6 separate regions of the Mus musculus genome follow, and regions 2, 3, 4, 5 and 6 are each linked to region 1. A link is a contact called in public promoter capture Hi-C data. All regions are on one chromosome and are shown on one strand. The core of a region is the stretch at or near the end of the contact, and the rest is flanking DNA. Distances in the headings are between cores, read along the strand shown.

Region 1 (3,948 bases), core at 865-3,364:
AGGTGCGCCATGAGGTCCAGCTATTTATATGGGTGCTAGGGATCTCAACTCTGGTCTTTGTGCTTGTATAAAAAATGCTTTATCCACAGAGCTGTCTCTCCAGTCCTGTTTTTTTATATGTATTTTTAGAAAGATTTTTTTTCATTTATATGTGCCTATGTAAATCACATGTATATAGGTGCCAGTAGTGAGGAGTGGATTATCTGTGGCTGGGATTACGGGTTTTCAGAAACTGCCTGTCATGTGTGTTCAGGAACAAAACTCATGTGCACTGAAAGAACAGCAAGTACTCTTAGCTACCAAGCCATCTCTCCAGCCCTGGTTCTACCCTTTATCAACAAGAATGCAATCTGTATCACTTAGCTTTTTTCTATCAGAAGTTGGATCATTAATCAGTTCTTACATCAAAGAGATAGCTGATCTATACTTTAAGAAGATTCTAGACAGGGATTGGCCTCTATCACAGTCCTCCATCGTTAACTGTATTTGTAGTACTTCTCAAAAGCTCTCAACAGTTACGTGACATTGAAATTACTCTGCAACATAAATGCTATGTAATGTATCTGCTCTTAAGAATACGAATTAGACTTAACCTAACTAGCTATTGTTTAAGAAATTCCTACAAAAAAAGGAAACACCTAAAACCAATTTTATTTATCGTGGGCAATTTTTGACTTGCCATCGATTATTTAGCAAACAGATTTTGACAACACTAACAGCTTCTCTCTCTCTCTCTTGGTTTCTGGGACACTGCTTCTCTATGTAGCCTCGGCTGTTCTGGAACTTGATCTGTATACCAGGATGGCCTTCAATTCAGACAGATCTGCATGCCCCTGACCCCAAGTGTTCTAATTAAAGATGTGAGCCACCACTACCACCCAACTGACACTAACAATTTTAATCAAAATGTTTATCAACATTACTATTTCTCAACTATTATCATTCATTCAGCAATAGTTTACTAAGTGCCATATAATGTTCTAGGTATTGAGGCTTGAAATCACTACACTTTCATGGAATCACTCATAAAAAAAAAGTTAAAGACACCCACAACTGCAAAATGCTGGCCAATTATTCTTTAAACAACATATATCAAGATACCACCTGTGTGAGGTTTGTCTTTAAAACCTAAAAGGCCAGTCTTTAGCTAAGACTCATGGCACATGACTTTTTAATTTTAAGTCCAGCATTCTGGAGGCAGAGGCAGGAAGATATCTTTGCGCTGGAGGCCAGCCTAGTTTACAGAGAGAGCTACACACCAGCCAGGGTTACGTAGGAAGACAGCCAGTCTGTGATAACTGATTTTAAACACTGAGTGACTTATGGAAAGCTGTGTTTTATTGGTAGTCCAAAGTTAAGAACACCACCAAGAATACATTAGGCAGGTTAAACTGCTTAAACGTTTTCAGATTAACATATACATGTTATTTCTCAACTTAATAAAGATCAGTTCCCCTAACACCGAGGCAAACAAGCACTCAGGAGAGGATGACGTCTGGGTAAGAACGAGTCTTATCGAGGAAGTCCCTTTTCATTCCTGGTCCTACCTGAGTTCCGTGGTTCAAGAGTCACGGAACACTTTCCAAAGCCTCAATCCTACTTAACAGAGGGATCCACAAGCCGTGGGTGACCGGGTCGGTCTGAGGCAGGGTCTGTGCGTGTAAGCCCCGCCACCCTTTTATTCCTCGGCTAGGAATCCCCCAAACCGCAACCACTTTCCTCTGCGAGGTCAGCTTCCAGTTCCAGGCATTAGCGGCGCACCCCAGAGGACCCGACCCTGTCCCGAAGCTCCCTCGCCGCCAACCCCGCGTCGCCTGCTAATTTCAACGTGCATCAGGGATTCCAAGGAGGGCGGTGGAATCCGGGAAGCCGGACTCTTCCGTAGAACCCAGGCAGCTGGAAAATACCCTCCTCGGACCACCAGGAGCGCAGACGGTGGGCGGCGCTGCCCGCGGCCAGCTAGATACTCACCCCTCGCCTCAGGCAAAACCCTCAGCGACGTCTCTCCTTCCTGACAGCAGCCATCTTGGAGGTGGAATGTCGGGGAACTACGTCATTTCCCTGCGTCTCGGGACGTTAAGAAGCGGCCGGAGGGGGCGGCGAAAGTCAGGTGCCTGTCAACCAATTAGAAGAAAGTAAAGCTAAAAAAAAGAAAAAAAGTAACAAGTCAACAGTCGCCGCTCCGCCTACCCTGCGGCCTTGTGGACTGCGGCCCGTAGGGGGAGGGGAAACACTCGCACACACCCTCCCATCGCCCCACCCCCTTGGCGAAAGGGAGTTCGGGAGCAACCGAACCTGTTAACGGAACTTCGGCCCGGAGGCGGAGCCAGGGCTCCCGTCGTTCAATCACAGCGCGAGATCTAACCAATCGAGTCTTCGGATACGGCTCCGCCCCGGTTGCTGATGTCCAATGGCTGATCAGCACCCTGGCTGGCGGGCGGATGGGCGGCGGGGCGGAGCCGCGCCGAGGCGTGTTAGGTGCGGGCCAATGAACGGCGGCGGCGGCCCGTGGGCGGGGCCCAGGGGCGGGCGGAGCCGGGTTGGGCCTAGGCGGCGGGGCTGTCTCTGGCTGCCGTCCAGCCCCTCCCGTCCGGCCGCCGCCGCCACCGCCGCCGCCGCCGCCTGGGGGTTGGTTGAGGCGGACGGTGGGGTCCCGGCCGGAGTGTGGCGCCGCCGCTGCGCGAAGACGAAGCGGGCAGGTGAGTGCGGACGGCAAGCACCCGCGTGCGGCCCGCGGGCTGAGGGGACGGGGTTCCACCGCTCCTTAAGGAGGTGAGGCCGAGCGTGCGGACTCCGAGGTCCGGTGCTCGGCCGCGACCGAGTTCTCAGGGCCTGGGAGGCTGTGGGCTCCGAGGCCCGGCAGGCCCGGTCCCTGAGGGGACTGGCGAGCGTCTGCAGCTTCCCTCTTCCACCGGGACGGGGGCAGGCGGCAGGTTCAGGGCGCGGCCTGGGCGCGGCCTGGGCGCCGCCCTCGGGTACGGCCGGGGCCCGGAGTGCGCGCGGGGCGCTGGGACTGCGTGCGGCGGGCTGCAGCCTTGGTTTCCTTCCTCCGGTGGCAGGCGCACGCGGCTTGGGGCCGAGGCCCCTCTGCAGCTCTCTGTTGCCCACGGGGAGCCCGGCCCCCGCGCCTTGTCCTCCACTGCCCGCTCGCAAAGGCGGGCGTAGAAAATAGGTCAGGTTTCTTCCCACGCGCCCCTGGCCGAGGTCCACACGCGACGAGCGCGCTGCGAGAGAGAAGCGGTCCGTGCTCTCGGAGTTTGCCATTCCGATTTTCAACTCTTCCTTCTTGCGGCTGCAGCCTGGGCATGCGACTCTGCCTCTTCTCCCCGCCTGCCACTCTTGGAGAAGGAGCTGATTAGTGACGTGCGCCACTGGCTGCCGAGGGGCCTCACCCCCTCCGCGTCGTGTCGGGAGAGGACGTTGGTGCGTTTCTGGAGGGGTGCACGCGTAAAGATGACTCGGGACATGCTGTAATCCATTTCTAAACGAAAACGGTGTTGTTACCGAAGTAAACACATTTGAACAGGATGTTGACAGCCATCTTGCCTTTGCAGACCCTTAGAAGATTGAGGTTTTACTGATAGATGTAACAGAACTGCATCCAGGAAGGCTGAGGCAGGGAATCCGGAGTTTCAGGCCTGCCAGAGCTACATAGGGAGACCCTTTCAAAAAACACACAAAAACTAAAACCAGACTTGGACACTGAAAGTGTGGGTTTTTCATATGTGATACTGTTCCCATTTCCCTTTCAAAGGCGATGCTGAGGGTGTTTTTAAAATGAGTTTTAAACAGTGATAGTCTTGGGGAGTTTTAAGTGAACGCACCCTTAAAATACAGCAGTATAAAAGGACATTTCCTCCCCAAGTTAAAAAGTTTGTCTAGACTCACTGGAACCTACAGTGTGTATGTAGGCTCCTACCTGTAGAGGCTCACTTTATAGATGGGTCT
Region 2 (3,748 bases), core at 898-3,397, 2.4 Mb after region 1:
ACCATTGTGACACAGCTCGTGTGTGGCGCTGAAGCTGAGGGAGGAGTAAGGGGATGGACATCACGCTCTGTGGAGTCAAGTCCTGCCTGCTGGAAGAATTTCCTCTCATTTTACCTTTTACTTTATTTATTTATTTATTTATTTATTTATTTATTTATTTATTTATTTATTTATTTATTTTTGGGTTTTTCCAGACAGGGTTTCCTGCTCTATGGACCAGGCTGGCCTTGAACTCACAAAGATCTATCTGCCTCTGCCTCCCGAGTGTTAGGATTAAAGGTGTGCGCTAAGCACTCTAAGCACTCTGAAGCTTCTTTTCGTTTTTAATTTATGTGCCCCTGTGTGTGTGCATGCCTGTGTGTATCACATGTGTGTGTATCACGTGTGTGTGTGTGTGTCCTTAGAAGGCATTGGATCTCCTGGAACTGGGATCCAATGTGGTTCTAGGTGGTTCTAAGCTGCCCGATGTGCTAGGAACCTCTCCAAGGGCAGTGCATACTCTCCAGCCCTCCTCCCTTTTATTATTATTCTTTTTACATGCTATTTATTTTGTGGGTACACACGTGCCATCGGGTGCATCTTGAGGTCAGAGGACAATTGTGAGAGTCAGTTCTCTTCTGCTACTGAGGTGCATAGACTGCCTGCTTCTGCACTCTCTTGCAGAAGGTTTTCTCTCTCTCTCTCTCTCTCTCTCTCTCTCTCTCTCTCTCTCTCTCACACACACACACACACACACACACACACACACACACACACAGAGCAAGAGCGGTAAGGCTCACCTCTGCACTCTCCCTGAGAAGCACGATAAGACTTCCTTTCTGCAGTTTGCCTCTATATTGCCTCACAGAAGCCCTGCTCCCCCTCCTGCCTTGCAGCAAACGTGGGGGTTCACCCCACCTCCCTAACTGCTCCAAGGGGACTCAAGGAGCTGAGAGTGCCAGCCGAAATAAGATAGACCACAAGAACTCGGCTTTGGTGGCACCAAGGCCAGCAGCCTCCTAGATAACCAGGTGCAGCTGGTGCCTGTCCTTGAAGAAAGGAGATTAGGGTCCCACACTTAAATCATAGAAAGCAGTTAATCAGAGGACACAGACAGTTATAGCCGGCTGTAAAACTAGTTCCTGATAGCCCCACAAAAGACACTCTTTAATCACCCCCCCCCAGCTTCAGTTCCATCCTACCAAACCCCACCTCCACCCCCCTTCACCCTAAGCATTCTAAGAACGTCTAAGGGCACTGTATAAACACAGTGTTTTCTGAGCTCAGGATTGCACGCCAGAACCTACGGGGTCTTGCGATCCTAGTCAGGACTGGACATTTAAAGAAAAAGACTATTTTGCAAATTGCAGCAGACTTCACAACTCTTGGGCTTGTCTGGGTTTCCCGAGGACTCAGGGCATAGCACTACCACATGGGTCTTAGAGGAGCTAGAACTCAGGCCATCATCTTGGCTGCAGTCGCCTTTACCCCTGAGCCATCTCACTGCCCCTCAGTGCTGACCTTAACATATAGTAGTAAATCACTACTTCTGTTGTGGGAGTTGAGCGAGACAGTATTTGAGTATTTTGTGTTGCAGGATATTTGATCATACTGTGAACACCAAAATTTGCTGGAAAAAAAAAAAAACAAAACACAACTATTTCTAGTTGTGGTGTGTCTCAACCTCAGCACACACCTTTTATCCTTCTGGATGGAATACAGACAAGACCTTAGTACGAACCTTTAATCCCAAACAATGAAGGTAAAGGTAGTTACAATGAAGGATTCACCCATGTTTGAAAGTGGTGTCTAATTGAGCGGCAGACAAAATGATGAACCAGAGAAAGATTTGACAGAGTAGGATATGCCCAATTCTCACTAGAAGAGAGAGAAAAGGGAAGATAGAGATAAGAAAGGGCAGCAGAAGAAGTAGGCAGTTTTACTGGCAACGTTGTACAGGTTGAAGAGAGAACAAGCTAGACACAGGTGAAGACGGAAAGAGCCAGAGAATGAGAAGGAGCCAAGGATTAGAATAGATTGCCAAAATTAGTATGAGGCCAAGCAGAGCAATTCAGGAAAGAAGCCAGATTGAATCAGCCAGCTTAGAGAGGAGTTTGAGCCAGAACAGCTGAGTTGACCAGCCAGCCAGAGGGCAGAGAGAACAAAAGAGGTGAGCTTACTCAGGAGCAAGTCTCAGGGGCTGAGAACAGTCTAGGCACAGGTAAGGTTGTGTGGAGGCCAGAAGCTTCTGAGAGTAAGCCTCAGAGATGACAATTATTACATATCAAAGCAGACCTGGCCTCCAGGCTCTCTCAGAATCCCTCAGTCTCTACCTGGCATACCCTGTTCCCACCCCCACCCTGAACTTTCCAGCCCAGGGACAGGGCTGCCCTTTCCCAGAGGCTCCTATATAATCAAGACATTTTCTTCTCTCTCTCTCTCTCTCTCTCTCTCTCTCTCTCTCTCTCTCTCTCTCTCTTTCTCTCTCTCTCTCTCTCCCCCTCCCTCTCCCCCTCTCATCTTCTCCTCTTCCCTCTCCTCTTTGTCTCTGTCTCTCTTCTCTCTCCTTATCTCTCTTTCTCTCTTTTCTCTCCTTATCTCTCTTTCTCTTCTCTCTCACCCCCCTTCTCTCTCCCTCTCCTCTTTCTCTTCTCTCTCCGCCCCTCCCCACACCTCTTTGCATTTTTGAAGACATCCCTGGCCTCAATCAATCCTTGGGGTCAGAGGGCAGCTTCCCAGTAAACCTGCCTATATATAATCTAATCTAGGCTCATTCCATCGGCGGAGAAACAACTTATCGATTACATTTTACAATTTTGCTAACACGGGCATTTAGGTTGAGACTCTATCTCAGTGGTAGAACATGTGCTCGGCACAGATGGGGACCTGCGTTTTACATACACACTGTCCTCCACCCTATCCTCCACCCTATCCCTCCCCAACAAAAGGAGGCGCTCAGTAAATATTTGCTGGATCTGAACAGCAAACTCAAACTGACTTTAAACACGTTCAGAAAAGGGCTGAGGCCAGAGCCTAGAGGCTCAGCACCTGCTGGGTGCACCCTGGGTTTGCTACTCCTAGCACCTTAAATAATAATTAATAAAATTAGTCCTTAAAAATGAAGCTGCAGTCAGACTGTGCTCGCCCCGCCCCCACACCCTCTCCTCCAGGTCACATTTCTGACCTTTGCCCTTTGAGAGGTTCTTTCTTTAGCCCCAACCCAGAGTTCCTGGAAACTGCTAGGAGAGCCTGAGAGGGAGGAGTCTGCTCTACAGAGGGCTTGGCAGGTCAATTGCAGTGTGCACGCCTCCTCTGCAGCCGGCTACCATTTCCCGGCTGTGGTCACGTTCAAGGCGCCCTGTCTGTCCATGGCTTGATGAGGCCTAAAAGCTAGTGTGTCTCCCAAGCCCCAAAGACTCTTCCAGGCCACACATCGCACCTTCAGCTTACCAGGGAGTCTGAGATGTGAAATCAATAGTTTGGGGCCACTTGTTATCATTTTATAGATGACAACAAAATGATCTCATTAAAATATCTCTCAAGCTGGGTATGGTACCACAGGCAGGCAGGATATATATATATATATATATATATATATATATGAATGAATGAGGTGATAGTCCATTTGATAGAGTGTTTGCCCAGCACACGCTCGACTCCAGGTTTGATCCCCAGCACTACATACAGGATATGGTGGCACACACCTGCAATACCAGCACTCAGGAGTGAGGGGCAGGAGGACCAGGAGGACCAGGAATTCGAGACCACC
Region 3 (3,753 bases), core at 277-2,776, 2.2 Mb after region 1:
AGGAAAACGAGGTTGCACGAGGCTGAGGTACTTGAAATGATTTTTGTGTTGCAAATTGCTATGCTTTTACTGAGGGCTGATGAAAATAAATGAAGCGCCTCTCCCTCTTTTTGCTAATAAATGAAATGAAAAAAAAAAGCACCATTATTATGCCACCTGCTTCTAATTCCTAATTGTGGTAACTTAATTTTCGGATTGTTGTAACGGCTTGCTACCGCAGGCGCCCGAGCAAAAAGAAAAAAAAAAAGTATGGAAGGCCGGTTGGGTCTCTTTTGGCAGATGAGGTAGACTACGTGCAGGTTGGGTTTTTTATTTGCTTCTCGCATTGAGATTTACATATTGTATATTGGGAGGAGATCATCCAGCACTTTCTTCAGCAGCCCGAGGGGTGCTCGGGAGGAGGGAAGAGTCTGAGGTACTCCCTCAGCAGTGGCCGTGACAAAGTCCACGTTCCCCCCACCCCCACCCCGCCCCCCGCACTGAGATTGAATGTTGTTTTCTCTAAAAGAAGGAGGAAGTGTTTCTATAAACTGGTCCCTGGCTGCCTTCTACGAACCTTAAAGCCCTTAGAGACGCGGACTGGACTTGGTGGTGGGTTCCTCTGAATGGCGACCCTATTACCAGCTGAGCTGAGATACCCCTTTGGTTCCTTGCTCCCTGCTTGCTCCCTATACCCTGAAACACCTTAGGCAGAGTCCTGATATAAAAATTCTCCTGTCAAACGGACGTGAGCAGATCCACAACACAATAACTTCACCCAAGTCAAGGGTCCTGTTTTTACCATTGTAACCTAATTCCAAGTTCAAACTAAGAATTTTTTTTTTAAGTTCTGGGGTTATCAGGCATATTGGAAATCATCTGAAGGGTACATGTTTTCGATACTGTGATAAAAGGGTAGATTACTTCTTTAATCTACACATACACACACACACACACACACACACACACACACACACACACACTGGTTTATAAGCTAAGTCCATATCTAAGAAGAATAACAGTTGAAGCCAGAAAAACCTGCCAGAAAGAGAGCAAACACCTTCTCTGGCGAAATCAATTTAAACTCTGACTGTCATGGCCTCCTGGCTCCTGAGAATCTCACACTGGGGACCATTGTCCTTTATGCCTGTGATAGAAATAGGCTGTACAATGTGGGTTGAATTGCATTAGAGTCATTTCAGAAGAGAGAGATGTTTATTGTCTATAGAAAACAGCCAGACTTGCCACCCGGCTGAAACTATCCTGTGAGTGCTGCAGTGACTCTGTTGATGATAAAACCCAACTCTAAGGGAAGAGACCAGGAGCCAGCGTGGACCAGAAGACAGGCAGTGCAGCCCAATTCTAAACATAAGAGGATCCAAGGAGGGGATGCAGAGAGGCCATCGATGAATGGAGACCGAACGGAAGAAAAACATTTGTGAATGAGACTTAATGGGGCCCGGCGGCAGGTGCTGTTTAAATACCCAGAATAAGGTTGCAAGCAGCTCGTTCGCGTTTGCTGGGCGCCTATCCTATGCTGCGTGACATTAGAATGGAAATGTGCAGAAAACACAAGCCTACATCTGCAGGCAGAGCTAGGCTGACAGGGAGAGGGGGTAGGAGACCGACCTCAAAGTCAGAAAAATATGCAGAAGTGGAGAATCTGCGTGCCTGGGTGGTGGTGTGGGTGGCTTAATGTAACACGGAATGCAAATGCGTCTCCCGATCAGCCTAGAGTGTCTTATTTACATCTTAAGCTGTTTGTTGCTGATTTTTTTTTTCATGCAACCGTTTTATACTGGAATTCTCAAAGCTGAACCAGGAGCGTGGAAATGGCTTGGTTGGGCTCTTGCTGTGTATCTTCTGGAAGGCACCAACTCGCATGCACACACATGCACAGCCACATCTATTCATACAGGAAGTGTGCCCCTTATCCATACAAATCTCTGCCATCTATATTCCCAAACACGGGGGAGTCTGTGTATTTATTTCTGTCTTGAACTCAACTATGAAACACAAGTCAACATTCTTAAATGTCATTTTTTAATACCTCATATAAAAGGCAAACTTCTCCTAACGTGCTTTCCTATTAAATGAACTCCCCGAATACTGCGTGCACCCAGTTTCATTCGTAATGCTAAGGCATAATATTTTTTAGAATTTCTTTCAGCATTAAAAAAAAATGAAAGAAAAAGAAATGCAGGGAAAATATTTTGAAAGTCAATTAAAATTTTGTGTACGTTTTCATTTTTTAATGATAAATTAAGTTACTAATTTTGTCCGTGCTCTTTGTAGACACTGCAGGTTTAATTGCTAATTGTTAACTGCGAATGAATACATTTGCATATTAATTAGCTCCCAATTTACATTTTTAATTTGCTTCCTTCAAAAGGTGCAAGATAAAAGGTCGTGTTATTTTAAATAATTTATGCTTTATTGCATGAAATACGCTAATATGAAATGTGCCTACTAATTTTAACCCCTTTTCTAAGAAGGAAAGCGAGCAGCATTAAAGGGAACACGGCTGAGCTGGTGGTGTTCTGGAAAAAAAAAATTATGCTGTTCTGAACCTCGGCAACAACAGAATCACTTTTTCCTGCAGTCTTGTTGGACTGGGAAAAAAAAAGGAGAGACTGTATTCTTTCCTATACCCATCAGCTTAAACAGTGATAATGTATTTAAAGGAAAAAAAACAGCTGTAGTGTGTCTAGGTGTCTGGTTTGTGTCTGTGTGTCTGTGTGTCTGGTTTGTGTCTGTGTGCCTGTGTGTCTGTGTGTCTGTGTGTCTGTGTGTCTGTGTGCCTGTGTGTCTGTGTGTCTGTGTGTCTGTGTGTCTGTGTGCCTGTGTGCCTGTGTGCCTGTGTGTCTGTGTGTCTGTGTGTCTGTGTGTCTGTGTGTCTGGTTTGTGTCTGTGTGCCTGTGTGCCTGTGTGTCTGTGTGCTTGTGTGTCTGTGTGTCTGTGTGTCTGTGTGTCTGTGTGTCTGTGTGTCTGTGCATGTGTACACTGACTAGGGCTTTCTCTGGGGGCCCCATCATGCTTTCTAGTGAATCCTGTTTGCAAATGGAAGTCAATGAAGCGGCATCCATTAATGGCTGCTCCTTCCCCACTGCCACCACCATGGACTAGACCCGACATTCTTCCAAAGTGTGGCTTCCAAGTTCCTTGCCCAGCTTTCTTAAAAACCCACCAGTTTGTTCCTCTCAGGGAACTGATCAAAGAGTTCTCATATTGTCATTAAGTCCCCCCAGAAGAAAAGAAACCCTGATTGTCAACCGGCTGTAGTATTGACACATCATGGCTTAGACCAGAAGCAGAATGCCCTCACTGCTGGTGACTGTACGTCACTGCTGGTGACGGCATCTCCTCTCCGCTCACTCCTTGTTTTCTTTTATGTGGTGTTTTAAGCCATCACCACTAAAACGCTTAGGATAGTTCACAGAGCTGTGCAATAATCTTCTTGAATATGCATGCATGCATGCATTAGATTTACAAAAAAAACATAAACAGAGTTTGGGAATTACAAAATTGGGTATAGAAGAGATGTGTGAACGACAGGCAGGGACTGGAATCTGTCTGCATTCCCAGGTTTCCTGGGGTGCTCACCCCTTTTTTTTGTTCTTTCTGCAGCTGGATCCCAAGCCCATACCAAACCCCGTCTTGTGCTGATGGCTAGCATGGTGCTTCAGATATTAAGACACAAAGCTTTAAGCCATCAAGGTAGCTCAGCTGGTAAAGGCATCTGCTACCAAGCTTGAAGACCTGAGTTCAAGTCTC
Region 4 (3,494 bases), core at 783-3,282, 2.5 Mb before region 1:
AAAAGCAAAAGTCCCTTCTAGGGTAGAGATCCTAACAGCTTGGAGCTTGACTTGTGGTTTTTATGCAAACAATTAAAAATCAACACCTAATAGTCCTGGCACCCAACACAAAAGGCCAGTCTTAGGGAAAAGGAGTGGCCCTGGAGAGTACAGCTGGGGACGATGATACACACCTCAACAGGAGCAGGCAGATCTATGTGAATTCAGGGCCAGCCTGCTCTGCATAGCAAGGGGTTGCAAAATGTGATCCTGTATAAAAAAAGCTAATACCTCAAAAAAGAAAACTGTTTCTACTTAATGCCCCCACTCAGTTCAGAGAGGGGGGCCAGAGGTCTTTCCTCAGCTGCTGGGAAAGGGCCTCGTTCCCTGGAGGGAGGGCGAGATGGAGATGGGTGACTTTCTTCCTCTCCCAGAGGAAATTGCCTGCTGTGTTTTTGTCCACAGAGCACATTCTTTCTTCTTTCTTCCCCCCAACTCCCCCAGACAGGGTTTCCCTGGTTGTCCTGGAACTCACCCTGTAGACCAGGCTGTCATCAAACTCAGAAATCCACCTGCCTCTGACTCCCTCCCGAGTGCTTGGATTAAAAAGGCTTATGCCACCACTGCCTGGCTTCCTCTTTCCCGGCTTCTTTTCTTTCTAAGCTTTTATTTATTATTTTATGTGTATTGGTGTTTTGCCTACATGTATGTTTGTGTGAAGGTGTCAGATATTGGAGTTATGGACAGCTGTGAGCTGCCTTGTGGGTGTTGGGAATTGAACCTGGGTCCTCTGGAAGACCAGTCCATGCTTTTAACCACTGAGCTATCTCTCCAGCCCTTTTCTTTCTAATCTTAGTAATCGTTTTGTCAGCAGGAAAAGATGCGGAAATAGGAAATACAGGGTGGGAGTAACCCAAAGGAAAGGTATGGGGAGTGAAACCGAAGCCTATATTAAAGATAAACAAACAAGGAAACTATCTTTTGGGTCACGTTAATCGCCCAAAGTAACTTCGTATGTACACCATATGAAGGTGCTTCAAAAATCAGGATAGAGTGTTTTATATGACCATTTTTTGACTGCGTGTGCCTGTGCACCATGTGTGTTCCTGGTGCCCGTGGAGGCCAGAGAGGATAGTTTATTTCCAAGAACTGTAGTAACTGGTGGTTGTGAGCTGCCTTAACGTGCGTGTTTGGCACCACTAACTGCTCCCAGCCATCTCTCTAGTCCTTTACACTTATTTTCACACTGTGCGAGTGTGTGTGTGTATGGGCACGTGGGAGACACAGCGCTGAAGGCTAGCTTTTTTTCCCACGCTCTGGGTGGCAGATATCAAACCCAAGCACCTTTACTGGAAGAGCCATCTTTCCAGCCCCAAAATTACAGTAAATTAAGGTAGCACAAATTTGATACAAAATCCCTCACAACGCCCAATTTGAGGGTCATAGCTTTTGGTCAAAGAGAAATCCCCAAGCACTCTGGACGGATTTGTAAGACCCACCGTGTAAGGTCTCTCAGTAAGCCCACTGTAAGGCTTCAGAACACACTCCAGCGGGGTCAGCCCTGAAATTCAGACTACGCAACCAGAACCCCAGTCCGGGAGGCGCCCCACCCATCAAGGTGGAAGCCAGGGGGGGGGCGGGACTCGCCTCCTGCGGGGTCCGCGTTCCCAAAGGGAGCCCGAAGGGGGACCTTTTGCCTGCAAGGACCTAAAGCGCCGCAGAGGACCGCGAGGTTCACACAACACGCGCGCGTTCCCATGGGGACGTCCCTTTTACAGAGCGCCGGGGAAAAGAAGCCTTAGACCACAGGGCTCACATGGAGGCTTCAGGCGCATGCGCTGGCCGGCCCGTCCGCGCGCGCGCGTGCGGCCCGGGAAGGCGCCCGGCCCGCCGAGCGTTCCGGACTGCGCATGTGCAGAGCACCTGGCTGTGGAGGAGGGGCTTGCGTTCGTTCTCCGCGCGGGTTCGGCGCGCTCCAGGTGGAGGGGCGGGGCCCGTCCATTGCGCAGGCGCGGGCGCGCGGCCGAGGCGACGGTTGGGGAGGGTTCTTCCGGAAGGTTCCGGAGGCTTCTGGAAAGAAGCGCCGCGCGCTGGGCGGGCCCGCCTCTATATAAGGCCGGCGCAGGGGGCGGCGCGCCAGTTGCTTCAGTGTCCTGGTGCGGAGCGTCACGTCTCGTGCGTGTTCATTCAGCCACGGTGAGTGATGGCGCAGGCGGACTTAGCGGGGGCTTGGGGAGCAGGGCCGTAGGTTGCTGGCGCCGCGGCGGCAGCGGGGCCACCATCCGAGTTCCCTCAGCCCGCGGAGGTGGGCGGCCATGGCTTCCGACCCTAGGCCCCAGGCGGGCCTCATATCTACGCCCCAGGCCGGGGATGCGGCAATGGCCGCCGAGGAGGAGCGGTGGCGGCGGCGAGGCGGGCGCGGGGCGAGCGAAGCGAGGGTTGGGCTGTCGCCGGTGCCGCCGAGGCGCGGGCGGGCGAGGGAGGCGCCATAGCGGCGGGTTGGGGGAGGGTGGCCGTTAGGAACGGCGTGCGTGGAGCCGCCCGGGTCCGAACGTCCTCCCGGAGGCGCGCACATGCGCTTCGTAATTACCGCATTCTGAAATGAGGTCATCCCTTTGTCATCCACCCCCCGCCCCGTCGCCCTTTTCTATTTCGTCCCTTTCTTAGTCCAAAATAGAGTCGGTAAGAGACCTCTATAGAGGAGGGGCGGTCGTTAGCACGCCTGCAGCCATTCTGTGAGGCTTTAGAGTCGTCCTCTGTGTTCCAGATGCCTGAGGAAACCCAGACCCAAGACCAACCAATGGAGGAGGAGGAGGTCGAGACCTTTGCCTTTCAGGCAGAAATTGCCCAGTTAATGTCCTTGATCATCAATACCTTCTACTCGAACAAAGAGATCTTTCTGAGGGAGCTCATCTCCAATTCATCGGACGTGAGTATACCACTTGGAGGATTGGACGTTGCTTTCCCTGAAAATTTCACCTTGGGGTTTGCGCTTGACGGTTTTTTCATTTTTAATCTTTTCTTAATAGGCTCTGGATAAAATCCGTTACGAGAGCCTGACGGACCCCAGTAAACTGGACTCGGGGAAGGAGCTGCACATCAATCTCATTCCCAGCAAACAGGACCGAACCCTGACCATTGTGGATACCGGGATTGGAATGACCAAGGCCGACTTGATCAATAACCTTGGCACCATTGCCAAGTCGGGCACCAAAGCCTTCATGGAGGCTTTGCAGGCTGGTGCAGATATCTCTATGATTGGCCAGTTTGGTGTTGGTTTTTACTCTGCCTATTTGGTTGCTGAGAAAGTGACTGTCATCACGAAGCATAACGACGATGAGCAGTATGCCTGGGAGTCCTCAGCTGGGGGATCCTTCACAGTGAGGACTGACACAGGTAGGCATAGGCCAAAAGGAATGTATTCAATTGTAGGGGGTGTCTGGTTAACTTCAGTAAGTGCTTGAGAGGGTTAACTTGGAGAGTTGAAGAGTTAAAGAGCAGTCTGGCATACATAG
Region 5 (3,695 bases), core at 1,194-3,693, 2.4 Mb after region 1:
GGCAAGTTCCCTGCCCCATTTTCTTACCAGTAAAAGTCCTTTATACACTTAGAAGAACTACTGTCTTAAGTCTCACTAAATAGTTCTACCAACAACTTCAACAACATTCTGACACTTGCTAAGTCACTGGTACTGGTACAAAGAAAGATGTGGACACTAGCATATGGCACAGAGAATAAAATGTCTATAATGATATATACTTTGTGTTAATGCAGTGGTTCTTAAACCACGAACAAAGTCCCTCAGAGTACATCTGGAAAAGTCTGGGGACATCTGTGCGTTTGCCACTGTGAGAAGTTCCTGGGGTAAAGCCGTTGGCAACCACTAAGCAGGTCAGAGGTACTGTTACACACCCAACAAGACGTGGGAAGGGCCCTCCAGAAATTACCAGGGTTACAGCACTGAGGTGAGAAACTCTGTTAATGGAGAATGCAGAAATTTCAAGTATTTTAAAAAGCTTTAGCTTCCTCCATAACTTTTCTAAGTTTCACCACTATGGCAATCAAAAGGTACCAGCATTTTCCAAATTATGTATGTAATTATACACAAACCATATACCTTTGAGAATGTTTTGTAACGACTCAGTCCATTCTGACCATTCACCTGAACTGTCTATGCTTCAATCCCAACTTACATTGTCTAAATTTAACAGGCACACCAAAACCCACACTGGATACCAAACACAAACTATCCAGGAAATCTCAATTCAAAAGATCAAAAGTAAAAATCATGGCAAGTGATGCTGGCACACAGAAGAACAAGGCGTCCCATGGAGAGGTGAGCTCAGGGACAGAGCCCTCAAGAAACAAAGTAATGAGGAGGAAGGCAGGCCTGTCCTCCTCAGCCAGGCAGTCTTGGGTTTCCCTGGATTAAAAGTCCCAGTACACTCTGGATGGAGATAGAACAGCTTGTAAGAAACTGGCTATAGAGTTCAAATCCCATGAAACACACAAAAAAAAGGGGTCATGTGCATGTCCATCTGTCTTGGCTCCATTTTTTTAAACCTAAAGGAAATAGACTGAAGAACTTCAAGCATAGACCTGGACATGTGCGGTGCTCATGCAGCCTCCTTGTACCGTTCCACTTTCAGAAGTGCACTGAAATAAAAACTGCAGGAAACCTGTACTCTCCCTCCTACCTTCACTCCCAGACACAAGATAACATTTCTAATCCGAAGCCTTCCCTTTAGAGTGTGCAACCATATCTTTTTTTAAGCACTGATGTATCAGAAAAAAGTCTGGATGAGCTAATACAAGGTCATCATGTGACAACACCTCACTCACTCACATCTACTTGAACCCCACTGAAAAACACCAAACATCTTTATAGATTCTATTCTCGTGCTCCTTTACCCTTGTTCCATGAATAAGGAGTCAAAGGGAACTTTGTGGTTAATTAAGCCCAACAAATGTTATCACTACAGAAATACAGCTGACAGGTCTCTGGACTAAACATCAGGGTCGAGTAAAGCTAGCAAGCTAGTGTGTGAGAAAGAAAAGCGCATGAAATCCATTTTTAAATTAGTAAGTACAACCCTAGATCTGTCACATTGAGGCTACGTCCAAAACTGCCTCTCTTGTTTGGAAGAAAAGCAGTCGCACGACCTAAAGCCTTTTCGCCAAGATAGGTTAGTTGGAACATAAAACCCTCATCTACTTTCGAATCCCAACAACCGGTTTCCAAATATCTTTCTTAGGAGAAAAGGGGGGAGGGGGGAAATTAAGTAAAGAAAAATCACGGTCAAGTGTGTAAAGTAGACCTAGCGACATTAGAAGGCCTAAGTGAATTAGCTCAAAGCGTACACTCGCAATCACAACACAAGTGACCCAAGGGCGGGAGCGATCAGGTAGCGCGCCGAAGCCAGGTTGCCTAGTCACAACAAAGCAGGGACGGCGCCGCCCCGCAGCCCGCCGTTCCGGAAGCTGCCCCCGGGCCGCCAGCGCGGCCTGCTCCCTCCCGGCCCCGGTTCCTCACCCGCTCCGAGGGAAGCGGAAGTGGGGAACTAGGGGGCTGGACGGCGCCATGGTGAAACCGGGACAGGAAGGAACCCGGGAGCCGCGGCCCGCCAGTCCGCGCCGGGCGCCGTTCCGCTTGGGGATCCTGCGGGGGCCCCGCGCCCGAGGGGCCGGAAGCCGCGGCCCGGGGCGCCCGTGCGCCTCCCCTCCCCCTCCGCCACCCCCGGGGCCCGGCCGGCGTGCGCCTCACTCAGCACGCCAATCACTTACAACGGCATCGTCTCCGGCGCCGGCACCGCCCAGTCACTTCCCCCCCGCGACCGCTGCCGTCCTGGGCATGATCCACCGAGGCGGGAAGGACGGCAGCCTACCTCAGCCCCGGGGCCAACCCAGTCCTGCACCCGTGCCCCGCCGCTTTAAGCGCTTCTCCTCCTTCCCCTTCGTCCTAACATGGCGCCCGAGCGCTACCACAGCAACGTTCTAGAACCGCTGACGCCGCCACGCACACCGAGCGCGCGCCTGCGCGCGCGCTGCGCGACGCCGCAAGACCTGACGGGAAATGTAGTTCTCGGCGTGAAGCGGCGCTTCTCCCCCTCCCCCCCCCCCCCCCCCCCCCCGGTGATCTCACGCTTTCGTGGTAGAGCGTGGGATGGGTGCGGGAGGCTCCGAGCGAGAGGCTGTAGTTCATTCGCTTGGCGACGCCGTCCTGGCGAATGAGAGTGACGCAGCCGTGGCAGCGATGAGAAGGGGGCGCGGCCCAAGCGGGCGCCACGTGCGGGGCAGCCCAAGCGCGGGGGATGCCTGGAACCGAGAGCTGTTCGGTGCCAGTTGCACCTCCGCTGCGTGGGAGAACTGCTTTTTAAACATCGATGTGAGTGAGGACTTAAATGTGTTAGAGCCCAGTACAGAGCCTGTCCCAGAAGTGTGGCCGTGGATCCCCTCCCCTGACGATGACCCTCTGCATCTGTGTTGCCCAGACCTGTGCTTCTCATGCCAAATGTGCAGGGCAGGGGATTCCGGACCAAGGCAATAATTTAATAAAATTGACAGTAACCTTTGGGGTTTTGGCGGGTTTTTTGTTGTTGTTGTTGTTGTTGTTCTTGTTTGTTTTATAAGACAGGCTCCCATGAAGCTACTAGCCCTTAGTTTCTGATCCTCCTGCCTCCACCTCCTGAGTGTTGACATTACAGGTGTGAAACACCACTACCAATTTTATGTGATAGATTGGAATATACTTCTGGGTGTGACTATGACCTTGTCTCTGTGCTGAAGAGTTAATGCAGTTGGGCAGGTGAAGTTCGGGTTACTGGACCATACTCAGAAAAAGGAGCCATTCCTAGTATGCTGGGTTCATCTTAAGATAATGTATTTTTCCTTCCTAAAATTTCCAGCCCCTGGCACACTTCTTACGGGGTTTGGCTGGGTACACTCACCATTCTGTTCTGAGTAATCATTAGAAAGGCCCAACTATTCCTTTTCCTTCTCATAGCTTCTTGAAAGAAGCTTTTGGCCGGGCGTGGTGGCGCACGCCTTTAATCCCAGCACTCGGGAGGCAGAGGCAGGCGGATTTCTGAGTTCGAGGCCAGCCTGGTCTACAAAGTGAGTGCCAGGACAGCCAGGGCTACACAGAGAAACCCTGTCTCGAAAAACCAAAAAAAAAAAAAAAAAAAAAAAGAAAGAAGCTTTTGGAGGTCCCCTGCACTTAGGGCTTCCTTTCACTCCTAAAGCTCCCTCCCCATC
Region 6 (3,542 bases), core at 881-3,380, 2.1 Mb after region 1:
AAATGGAGGGAATATTTAAACAGTGAGGGAGGTAGGTGGTGTTGTAGTGTGCTAAAGGAGCCTGGGTGTCACTGAAACTATGGAGCAGTTTCGGTCACGGGTGTTCACAGGAACAACATTCCACATAGACCAGCACCACAGCCCCCAATATGGGAGCTTTACGTGAACTGCAAAGCCAGGAGACCGACGCACACAGAGAAAATGGGATACAGACAGTGCAGAGACCCCTTAGAAAAGGAACAGAGAGTAAACAAGAAAGGCTTAACAGACAGGAAGAAGGCTGGGGCTGCTGCTGGAACTGAAACACGGAGCCTCCAAGGTTTTCCAAAAGGACTAGCATGGTCTAACTCCGACTGGGCTGCTTAGGAGGGCTGTGTACCAGCCAAGAGCAGAAGCAGGTAGAGCAGTGGGCAGAGTGTGGCCTGACAGCTGCATAGGCCCAAGGTGGTACTAGCACACTGTGGTCACAGACTCAAAACAAAGGGCAGCTAACAGGGACTTGATGGGCTGGAGGCAGACTGTAAGCCACTTCTAGGGTTTGAGCTGAAAACTGAATAAAAGTTACAAATGGAGAAATGCAGGAGAGATGCTTTGGGGTTTTTTGTTTGAGATGCTTGCTAGAAACATCCACGTTCAGATGTTATTACAATTTTAATCTAAAATGTCCCCCCGATTTGTGACCTGAACACTTACTCTCATCTGGTTACTATGTTGGGAGGCTGTGGACCTTGAACAGCTGAAGCCTAACTCAAGGAAGTAAGATATTGGCTGAGGGCCTCTGACAGCTAGTTACAGCCCATACCCAGTTCTGACCTACACTCTCTGCATCCTGGTCTGTGCACTGTGGATAGCCACCCATGCATTCCTGCCACCACCATGTTCCCCCACGTATATGAGTGCAACTGTAGACTCAATGTCTAACTGTGAGCCAAAGAAATCCTCCCCATTAGGGTGCTTCTGCCATAGCAACACGAGGCGCTGGTGCAGATCTTAGTCTATTAGAGATACAAGTCTTGAGCTCGTAAGTGATTAGCAAAGAAACGCCAGCTATCAGGGAGAGGCTCTAGTTCAAAGGGATGATAGCACATGCATGCGCCGTGTAGATGAGGTCTCGGTTCAGTCTCCAGCAGTTTAAATGGAAAGGCCATTTATTTAGAGCCTCACACTGAAAGAAAGCTCCTTGGGAATGAACAAAGAGAGAAAAGTGCTAGGACTGATGCCAAAGGCACTGTCACCTTAGAACAGAGGATAGGCAGACTGCGACAACAGCCACAGAAACCAAGGAAGAAAACCATGCAAGAGTTGCAGCCAAAGTACCTCAGACACAGGAGAAGCACCAGCTTCCAGATACGCGCACCAGCTTCCAGATACGCTCACCAGCTCCCTAGGACAGCCCCGGGGAGCAGTATTTAGATGGTGAATTAATAAGTAAGGCAGGTCCAGAATCTTTAACAAAACATGAAAATGAAGATAGCATCCCATTAATACTGCACACTCAAATGAGAAGAGAGTAAAGAAACGAAGTGATTTATCCATAACACATGCACGCACTACGCCAGGCACAAAGAAGACAAGAATTGAGCCTTGACAACAAGTACCTGCGTGTCCTAGAACTGAGAGAAGTATTCAGGTGTGGAAAACATCATGCAATGTTAGGGAAGGCCAGGGAATACGTATGTGCACGCCCTGCCCTAACCTCAGCTTTGGGGAAGCAGCATTGTGCAAAATCAAAATGGTGAGAGCCTCACTTCCGTGGTCACACTCACACAGGGCGGCATCAGTGCATCGGTGCCCACAGCAAGGAAGGCACAGGCCTCAAGCCAATCCTCCTCTCCACACACACACAGTTAAAGCCGAGGCCTAACTCAGACTGCCCACTGGGTACTAAAAATGTGTCAACAGCACCTGCCAATGACAGAAATAAAATACTCAACATGCACACAAAGCAAGTTCCAGATCTGCAAAGGGCCACAAAAGCAAGAAAAGCACTCGGGAGCACAGTGGCCCTGAAAAAAGCCCACGCGGGAGCACGGTGGCTGAGGTACAGATTTTAGGAGACTAAAAGGGACAACCTACTTAACTACAAGTTCCTGTTAACAAACTCCTGCAGCAACTACACCGCCCCCTCTAAATTACACGCCTGAATATGCACTTGGCTGATATAACTAACATAATAGTGTGGATGGAGACAAAGCGCCCCCACATACAGTGGCAGAAGACACAGCCAATGGGGTAAGTTCTAGAAACTTGAGAAGGCTGGACATAGCTGGAGAAGGTCACTGGGCAGTGAAAGCCAGCAGAGGCATCTTGCCCTGGAGCCTTCCTCTGCACCAGAGGTGAAACTCTCCAGTCTCATGCCCTCTGCCTAAACACATGGGGTGTGGAGCCAAACAGCATGGACTGACCCCTCTGAAATCAGGAACCACAGTGACCGTGTGGCTCAATCACCAAATCCCCCTGGGCTTTCTCGTAACAATGTGAACATTTCATGAGCAGCCACTTTCCATGGTTTATGAAGACTTTCACCGTACATAAATACAGCGTACTTCACTAGGACGGCTCTATGTCCAAACAAAACCAGAGAAGCAGCATGTACCGCTCCAAAGGCCAGTACAGTCTCCATCAGGAGGCTTGTGTGCAAGACATGGTGAGAAGCGCTGTCAGCCATGTTTCATGAACACAAGTACAGAGCGAGGAGTCCACTCAGGGGCATGAAGCAAGCGAGTGAGTGAAAGCAGCTGTCTCCTATCATGGTTCTCAAATCCCAGGATGCCCTGGACCACATGGAGAGCCTGTTCAGACAGCTCTGAGTGAGGAGGAGGGTGGAACACGAGAACAGCCATTCTGACCAGTTTCCAGACGATGGGAACCTTCACTATAATAGTAGCATTCCAAGTCAGATGTCGCTAGAAAGTTTTCATTTTGTAGTAACTACTTGAAAGGGAAAAAAGTCAAGTAGTTTCATATTATAGATGTTTACATCTGTGGGGTTTTTTAAAAAATATCTACAACATTTCATTCTATGTAAACTACTATTAAATATAACATTTGAAACTTTCAGGGTTAGAGCTATGGCTAAATGGCTGCAAGCACTGGCTGCTTTTCCGGGACCAGGACTGGATCCCTACCATCCACATGGTGACTCACAACCATCTCTAACTCCAGTCTCAGGGGATCCAACTCCTTCTTCTAACCAGTACCAAAAATATATAATTTTTTAAAAGTTGTGCCAGGCAGAATGGCATATACTCTTATTCAACACTTGGAACACAGAGGTAAGAGAATCTCTGAGTCCAAAGCTAATCAGAATCTCACAGTGAGACCATGTCTCTCAAAAGAGAGGAAGGTAATCATTAAGAAATTACATAAGCTGGAGAGATGGCTCAGTGGTTAAGGACACTGACTGCTCTTCCAGAGGTCATGAGTTCAAATCCCAGAAACCACGTGGTGGTTCACAGCCATCCTTAAAAAGAAATTAAATAACTTGTTAACTAACTAAATCAAGATTAGAGATAAAAGTGCATTTGAGGCCTACCTCAGCT

What was found. Promoter capture Hi-C pulls out the DNA fragments that hold promoters and counts their contacts.
Region 2: a contact with region 1 is called in a promoter capture Hi-C map of liver, with 4 times the contacts expected there. The contact joins the enhancer-like site here to the promoter of Ccnk in region 1. A contact is called at or near these places in 4 of 39 promoter capture datasets (cranial neural crest, liver and second pharyngeal arch cranial neural crest) and 1 of 484 Hi-C or Micro-C datasets (muscle stem cells).
Region 3: a promoter capture Hi-C map of hippocampal neurons shows a contact between it and region 1, with 8 times the contacts expected there. The contact joins the enhancer-like site here to the promoter of Ccnk in region 1. A contact is called at or near these places in 6 of 39 promoter capture datasets (cranial neural crest, embryonic stem cells, hippocampal neurons and 3 more), 4 of 115 datasets of contacts at active chromatin or transcription factors (embryonic forebrain, embryonic stem cells, large pre-B cells and 1 more) and 1 of 9 other capture datasets (embryonic stem cells).
Region 4: a contact with region 1 is called in a promoter capture Hi-C map of neutrophils, with 6 times the contacts expected there. The contact joins the promoter of Hsp90aa1 here to the promoter of Ccnk in region 1. A contact is called at or near these places in 2 of 39 promoter capture datasets (neutrophils and pre-B cells).
Region 5: a contact with region 1 is called in a promoter capture Hi-C map of pre-B cells, with 16 times the contacts expected there. The contact joins the promoter of Papola here to the promoter of Ccnk in region 1. A contact is called at or near these places in 19 of 39 promoter capture datasets (the 3T3-L1 cell line, 3T3-L1-derived adipocytes, the C10 cell line and 12 more), 8 of 484 Hi-C or Micro-C datasets (B cells, CD4 T cells, CD8 T cells and 5 more), 13 of 115 datasets of contacts at active chromatin or transcription factors (T-cell acute lymphoblastic leukemia, astrocytes, bone marrow-derived dendritic cells and 10 more) and 3 of 9 other capture datasets (adipose tissue, liver and macrophages).
Region 6: a promoter capture Hi-C map of neutrophils shows a contact between it and region 1, with 5 times the contacts expected there. The contact joins the enhancer-like site here to the promoter of Ccnk in region 1. A contact is called at or near these places in 12 of 39 promoter capture datasets (3T3-L1-derived adipocytes, the C10 cell line, the HPC-7 cell line and 9 more), 2 of 484 Hi-C or Micro-C datasets (both in CD4 T cells) and 6 of 115 datasets of contacts at active chromatin or transcription factors (astrocytes, bone marrow-derived dendritic cells, embryonic stem cells and 2 more).

What each region holds. Positions count from the first base shown.
Region 1 is chr12:108,177,904-108,181,851 of GRCm38.p6, reverse strand. Ccnk (cyclin K) reads right to left here and starts at 2,114. Exons shown (of 12, transcript NM_009832.2): 1 at 1,972-2,114. Setd3 (SET domain containing 3) reads left to right here and starts at 2,568. Exons shown (of 13, transcript NM_028262.3): 1 at 2,568-2,699.
Region 2 is chr12:105,757,465-105,761,212 of GRCm38.p6, reverse strand. All of the region lies in intron 12 of Ak7 (adenylate kinase 7), which reads right to left. Among named protein-coding and RNA genes, the nearest start is that of Papola, 25 kb to the left of the region's middle. Within about 2 kb of position 2,147, at least 38 of the 459 cell types and tissues checked have an H3K27ac peak or open chromatin away from gene starts, as enhancers often do. A contact at or near this core is called in liver, where this site is marked.
Region 3 is chr12:105,958,659-105,962,411 of GRCm38.p6, reverse strand. No RefSeq gene overlaps it. Among named protein-coding and RNA genes, the nearest start is that of Vrk1, 50 kb to the left of the region's middle. Within about 2 kb of position 1,526, at least 30 of the 459 cell types and tissues checked have an H3K27ac peak or open chromatin away from gene starts, as enhancers often do. A contact at or near this core is called in embryonic forebrain and hippocampal neurons, where this site is marked.
Region 4 is chr12:110,694,933-110,698,426 of GRCm38.p6, reverse strand. It overlaps Hsp90aa1 (heat shock protein 90, alpha (cytosolic), class A member 1), which reads left to right and starts at 2,032. Exons shown (of 11, transcript NM_010480.5): 1 at 2,032-2,175; 2 at 2,747-2,908; 3 at 3,009-3,375. The coding sequence starts at 2,747.
Region 5 is chr12:105,783,445-105,787,139 of GRCm38.p6, reverse strand. It overlaps Papola (poly (A) polymerase alpha), which reads right to left and starts at 2,443. Exons shown (of 22, transcript NM_011112.4): 1 at 2,226-2,443. The coding sequence starts at 2,233.
Region 6 is chr12:106,038,694-106,042,235 of GRCm38.p6, reverse strand. The region is part of intron 2 of Vrk1 (vaccinia related kinase 1); the gene reads right to left. Among named protein-coding and RNA genes, the nearest start is that of Vrk1, 30 kb to the right of the region's middle. Within about 2 kb of position 2,130, at least 12 of the 459 cell types and tissues checked have an H3K27ac peak or open chromatin away from gene starts, as enhancers often do. A contact at or near this core is called in neutrophils, where this site is marked.